Regions from separate parts of the Mus musculus genome. Here region 1 is linked to region 2. A link is a contact called in public HiChIP or PLAC-seq data. All regions are on one chromosome and are shown on one strand. Each heading gives the region's core, a stretch centred on a gene start, on an enhancer-like site or on the middle of the called end of the contact. The rest is flanking DNA. Distances are from core to core; before and after follow the strand shown.

Region 1 (3,227 bases), core at 676-3,175, 55 kb before region 2:
TAGTCAACCCCTGTGAAAACTGTTTAGGTCTAAAGGCGTTGCGAGCCATTGATCTAGAATGTTGGGTGTCTCACCTGAAAAGGCAAAGCTGACCAATTGACTGCTAAGGACCCTTTGTGTTTCAGGGTGTCTTAAGAACAATTTAAGCACTTAATGTGATGATTTTAGAGAAAGAGCTGAAAATTATCCATACCTCTTGGGGATATTTCTGAGTGAACAGTAGAGGAAACTTGAGATTTCTGACATCAGTTAAAATCTAGAAAGAAAGAAAGTTAATCTTTTAGCTTTATTTTGTCGTATGTCCACTTCTCACACATGCTAGATAAGTACACTGACAACACCCCAGCCTGTCTTTTCCCTTTCCTTATTTTTATTAATGTGCCTATGTGCTCATGCCTGTGTGTGTATGCATGTGCACCCAGGCAGCCCAGGTATTAGTCCCTGGAGTACAAGCAACTGTGAACTGCTTGCCATATGTAGATGCTGGGAACTGAACTCCTGTCCTCTGAATGAACAGCAAGGGCTTTCTGTGCCTTCTCTCTAGCCCCAAACTTTTCACTTTCTTCCCAGTGTCTTTGATGAACTGATTAATCCACAAATTTGATTCTTGATTCTTTGCTTGAGTGGATCTCTTATTTTGCTTAGACAGAGCTCACTCGGTAGCTGGTAGCCTTGACTGGCCTGGAACCTGCTCTGTTTACCAAGCCAGCCTCCAACACACAGAGATCTGCCCTGTCTTCGCCTCCCAAGTGCTGGGATTAAAGGTTGCAGTACCATACCCAACTAGTACTGTCTGACTGAAAACCTACGGTCATGATGTTTGGAAAACCTAGCCGTGTGCCATCTGCCAGCATCTGTCTGTGACTGCATGACCACTTGTCCTCCATAGGGTTTCCTCCATCCAACTGGCACTATTTCCTGCCCTCACTCACGTTACCCTCCCAGCTCCCTCTGGCTCTGCAGTGGTCACAAGGTTGCCAAATGCAAACTACTGTTAAGGTGATGATGAACTGATACCAACAGAACATCTAGAATAATCCTGTTGCTCACTGGGTCCCTTTTGCTCCTAGTTTAACTGTCTAATGGCATCGAGAATAAACTTAATGGCGCTGGAGAGTTCAGCTGTGCAGCTTAGAACTGCATGCAACTCCACTCCAGGGGCATCTGAAGCCTCCGACATCAGGGCATACCTGCACTCTCACACAACCGCACGCGCACACATGCGTAGTTAAAAGTTTAAAAAAGAAGAAACGTAACCACCAAAAAACTCTTGTAAATTGTAAGTAATCCCTCTGCCCGTCCTCATGGGTGCCTGAGACGCACTTACCCGGACTCGTTCCATCTGGGTGCTGAATGGGTAGAGGAGTTCAAACAGAATCAAGCCTAAAGAGAAGATGTCCACTTTATGGGAGTAGTTGTTTCCATGAATCTGAAATAGCATAAAGATATGTTAAAAAAAAAATTGCCCCAGAGGGAGCATATCATTAGAGTATTCACACAGAGATGGCTCAGTTCCTACGCAGCATCACGGGCCCTGAGCTGATTCAGTTACCTCTGGGTATGAGCAAAGAGTTAATCTCTAAGTCCCTCTCCTGCCCTCTTTCGATGTGGGCAGGTGTAATTACAGCACTAAGCATCACAGAGGGAAAGCCCAGGTAAGGCTCCAGAGAGATATGCATCAGCACGAAGGGCAGAAACTCGGAGCCTGGTGCTCTGGAGTCTGTAAGGGCCGCTCAGGCCCCCTGAGGTGAAGCTTTTCAAAGCGACACTATCTGAAGCCAATCTCATTTCTAATCACCGGAGTCCTGAAGTCGGTCATTACTGCAAGCCACTAATCAACCGGGGAGCCTTCATTACGCACTTAATTGCAGACTGCTCTGCATGCACAGCCCTATTTTTCATGTGCATATTTTTTGTGCCTTCCCAGTCCTGGCAGGGAAGAGACCTGCTGCTTTTGTGTTCCCTTCCCATCATTCAGCACTGGGCTAAGTACAGAGCAGGCCCTCAATAAATACCTGATACCACAGGGCAAAGAATCACATCTGCTCTGCTCTATTAAGGAAAGCCCCATTCAAATGCAAAGCGAAGTCCTGGAGCCTTGGGAGAGCCCTTTTATTTATGAACATTTCCTTAGGCCAGTTACTTGACTACAGGTAAACAGCCCTGGAACTGGCTCACCTCAAAACTGCTGTACCAGGGGGAGGGGGAGAGGAAACAGGTGACAGGACGGAGGCCATCACCCCCTCTCCTCCACATCACTCTAGCTATCTGCCTCTTTGGTTCCTTCTATGCAGGCTGGCTTCTGCTCACAAAATAGCAGGTGCAAAGTTCCACTGACTGTATCAGGTATGTACCCACCATACTATGATCTAAAGTGATTACTGCAACCTATAGCACTGTCCCTTGCCTCCCTCTGTGGCTTGGGAAGCCTTCAAAGAAAATGTCCAAGGACACTGGCAACATAGGTACGGGGGAAAAAGATACCCTCATACAATATTTGGGCAATGTAAACTGACTCATTCACAGTTGAATGAATGGAATCCTGTCCATGGCAGAGTCGATGAAGATGTAACAGAGATGCTGGGCCAATTATCCAAGTGACTGGCCTCCCAGCAAAACTGACATTAACTTTAGTGTTCAAAACAAACATTGAGCAATCTGAACTGCATGTATGTTTCACATCTGTCTGAGGATGTCCAAGAACTCATGAATGGTCACATGTGAATACTGATCGAAAACTATGAAACAAAATTCCAACTTTGGTTTCCAACATAACAATTTATATATAATATTAAAAGATATAAAAAGATATATTTACATATAAGATATGTGTGCATGCATGTACACAGCTGGAAATTTTATACTTATTTTTGGTAAACGCCTTTTTCTTTATTATATATTCCTATATTTTCCCATTCCTTTTAAAGAAGAAAGATTAATATATAAGGAGAAAGAATTATTAACATGTTACTGGATTGTAAAAATTGAGACTTAAAAGTTTTGGATTTTTATTTTATGTTCATTGGTGTTTTGCCTGCATGTGTGTTTGTGTCAGATACCCTGGAATTGGAGTTATAGCTGTAAGCTGCCATGCAGATGCTGGGAATTGAACCAGGGTCCTTTGGAAGAGCAGCCAGTGCTCTCAATGGCTAAGCCATCTCCCCAGCCCCCACATATTTATTTTGATTGCATGAATTTGTGGAGACTGAGCTACTTGAAGAGACCTT
Region 2 (3,143 bases), core at 362-2,861:
CAGCTTTAGAAAGTCCCTGCTGCTGCAGGTGTGTGTTCTAAGGAAAACAGAATAGTTCTCTCTACTTCGTGTAATTTACTCTTCACAGCTGTTTCACTCATCTAGGAGAGTTCATACATTCGCAAATAGATGAAATTGTATTCTTTATTACTTAAACATTCTTAAATATAACTATTCAAATGGTGTATGGAGAATTTTAGGGCTTGCCCTGTTTATTTCTGGTAATCACTGGGTACCTAGATCAAGGTTCTGATACTTTTTATAATCTATAACTACTATGTTACAAACTTAGATATGTTCTAATTTAGATGCAGCTCTTAATTTACCTAATGCTCTTTTAGCATTCTTTCTATTAAATAGTGCCACTTTCTCCACACATGCTATCTGAAAAATACTTTATTAAAGTATTTTACATTCTGTGCAGACTTTGAAAATTGCTTTAAAACTTGTCTCTTGAATTTGTATGTTTATAAGGCTAAGAAATCCAACTGAAATAAACTATGCTAACCCCCTTTAAATATCAAAAAGCTGCTAGGATAAAAGAACCCAAGCACACTCCTTAAACTTTAACCTCTAAGTGTGTTCGGAGCTCTTGAGAGTGCTTGTTCTTACCCAGAAAAGGTCTGGTTTAGTAAAACCGGGGCGGAGCCTAGAAAACTGTCCATTTAACCAGCATCCCCCTGGTAATTCTGATGCAGGTGTTCCCGCATATCTCAATTAGAGAAACAGAAAATCAAAACCCTCGACCAGGAGCCACAACAGACTTGTATTTGAAGGATAAATGTAGGCATCTCTTTTGAAAGTCGTTTTACCTGTCGCAACAGAATCAGGACAGAACGAGTCAAGTATTTGGGAATGGGAGTGTAAAGTGCATATGGTTAAAGCCCGAAAACAATGAAAGCGGGGAAGTGACTTTCTTCCCTAAGCCGGGTGTTGCATTCTCCAGGCATCCCTCATCCTCCTTTAAAGATGCTGTTGCCCTCCCACAGCCAGGACCAGGCAGGCGCTCAGAGTGGGACAGGAAGGTGTCGCGGCTCTCTGCTTTGTCCGCAGTCACTCGCATCCCTGCGAGAGGTGCCCCGACCCTAGTTCCCAACCTCTCACCTGCCGCGAGGCCGCAGTTCCACGTCGTCATCGGGCTCCGTCGCGCGTGACTCCGGTTCGCCAGCGGCAGCCGGCAATGCCTCGGCGTCCTCCACGGTCACTTCGGCCGTTGCCACCGCAGGCACCCGCGCGGCCGAAGTCGGGGCGGCCGCTGCCCCTAAGCCAAACACTGTCTCCGACGCGGGAGCAAGCAAACTGCGGGCGGGCGCGACCGCCGAGATCCCCGCCGCGCAGCCCAGCAGCAGGAACAGAAGCAGCAGCAGCGCGCGCGGCCCGGGCCGGGTGGCGCGCTCCATCAGCGGCCCGCCCCACGCGCGGGCATGGAGACCCTGCCGTCGGCGCCCGCCCGTCTCGCCGCTCGGAGCCTCGGAGCACTGCGAGCGCGCGCCACGGACCCCGCCGCCTCTCGACTTCGCGCCGCAGCAGCAGAGCTGCCCGGCCACGTCTCAGCCACTGCCACCTGAGTGACAGCCTTGTGCAGACATCGCCCATTGAGCGAGGGTTCCGTGCGTCTGCTCTGCGATTGGTTGCGCGCCTTGCCACTCCGAGCCAGGCAGACGCGTTCCTTGTTGTCAACATTATACCTACCAATCAAATTGTAGTTTTCCCTGTGGCAGTCCGGCCCTTTTCCGGGAACGACGGCCAATGAGAAATGCCCCTCCCCAGAGTCTTCTTAGGCGATTGGTGAATCATTTCAGTTCCCTAATGCCACTTCTGGAACGGATTGGTCCATTCCCTGATTGGCCTCGCCCCTCAAAGTGAGGCGCTGGGAAAAGCTTGGAGATTATTGGTGAAAGTGGATGCTCCTCAAAGGCCTGAGCTAACTGCTTCTTGATTGGTTGGAAGCGGCACTTAGTACGTGGCCGATTCTGAGTGTGAAGAGGACCGTCCCCTGTGAAAGGAAGAAGAGTGGAAAGGAGTCCCGGGTGGCCGGGAGGTGGCTGATCTTAAAGGGATAGATGCTTTTGCTATTCCCAAGCCGAATTTATTTGGAAAGAAGGGATGAGAGTTGGGGGAAAGTGACTGCACAGGTCATGTGTCCTTAGAAGTTCAGGAGTTGCCCAATTTGTGGCTAGGAAGGTATTAAGAATTACAATTACAGCTTTGATAGAGATGACAGTGATCTGTAGAACAGATAACCCAGAGCGCCCGGAACGCCTCTTAACCTGTTTATAAAGGAGGATCCCAGGCCTGGCGCACTTGAAGTAATCTGCACAAGGTCACACAGTCACAAAAATTTATTAAGTCTCCCGGTTGGTTTGGCATGCTTTACACTGCCCTCAGGAGAAATAGAACGACAACGACCAAAGTGGGGAAGGTTCAAATGTTTGACCAAAGCGTTTAAAATTCTCTTAAAGTAGTTGCGAATACCCTGAAGATTTCAGAGCTGGTGTGTGGAAGAGTAAGAAGTTGCATCCTTCAGCAGTGTACTCAGAACACCAACCAAACACTGGGAAGATTTTTAATGATGTTGGCAGTTTGTGTACGCTGGTCTCCATCTGCATGAAGCACACTTAATTTCCACTCAGCCCCAATCCCTATAAACCCATTTCTCCCTTTAGTTCTCACCACATTCCTTCTCTCTTCTGTACAACAAATCTCTAAAGCGCCTTGTCTTCCTGTCCTCTCTCATCTCACACACACTGCACAGGCATTAGTATTCCTCAGCTCCACCCAGATTGCTCTGATTCACTCACATGGTTTTAATAAATTCGAAGAGGAGTCCCGTTTTTCCTCCTAAGTGTCCTCCACTGTGGAACTCAGCCTTTCCTCTATGAGACATTTTGTCCCTTGTTTTCCTGCTTCCCTACAGGGCAGGATATGACCTTCAACTTACCCTGTGTTGCTTAGGATGAAAGCCAAGGACCGGAAGTTCTTGCCCTGTATATTAATTCTCCAGGGCTGTCATAGCAAATTCCCTCTAGCATATGTGTTCTAGAGGCTAGAATTCCTCCATCGGGAGCCATCAGAATCGAGTTCTTCTGAGGCCCCTTTTGGTTTGTTAGATGGCTACTCTATTGCTTCTTCATGTGAACTTT

What was found. HiChIP or PLAC-seq counts read pairs in DNA pulled down with a chosen protein or histone mark.
Region 1: an H3K4me3 HiChIP or PLAC-seq map of embryonic stem cells shows a contact between it and region 2, with 26 read pairs. The contact joins the enhancer-like site here to the promoter of Eif2ak3 in region 2. A contact is called at or near these places in 4 of 39 promoter capture datasets (the C10 cell line, liver, macrophages and 1 more), 4 of 15 datasets of contacts at CTCF or cohesin (the NIH/3T3 cell line, embryonic stem cells, large pre-B cells and 1 more), 12 of 484 Hi-C or Micro-C datasets (B cells, CD8 T cells, Sertoli cells and 9 more), 4 of 115 datasets of contacts at active chromatin or transcription factors (embryonic stem cells, intestinal crypt epithelium and thymic regulatory T cells) and 3 of 9 other capture datasets (adipose tissue, liver and pancreatic islet).

Annotation. Positions count from the first base shown.
Region 1 is chr6:70,898,434-70,901,660 of GRCm38.p6, reverse strand. It overlaps Eif2ak3 (eukaryotic translation initiation factor 2 alpha kinase 3), which reads right to left. Exons shown (of 17, transcript NM_010121.3): 15 at 1,328-1,429; 16 at 194-256. Among named protein-coding and RNA genes, the nearest start is that of Tex37, 19 kb to the left of the region's middle. Within about 2 kb of position 1,925, at least 9 of the 459 cell types and tissues checked have an H3K27ac peak or open chromatin away from gene starts, as enhancers often do. A contact at or near this core is called in embryonic stem cells, where this site is marked.
Region 2 is chr6:70,842,983-70,846,125 of GRCm38.p6, reverse strand. Eif2ak3 (eukaryotic translation initiation factor 2 alpha kinase 3) reads right to left here and starts at 1,611. Exons shown (of 17, transcript NM_010121.3): 1 at 1,105-1,611. The coding sequence starts at 1,400.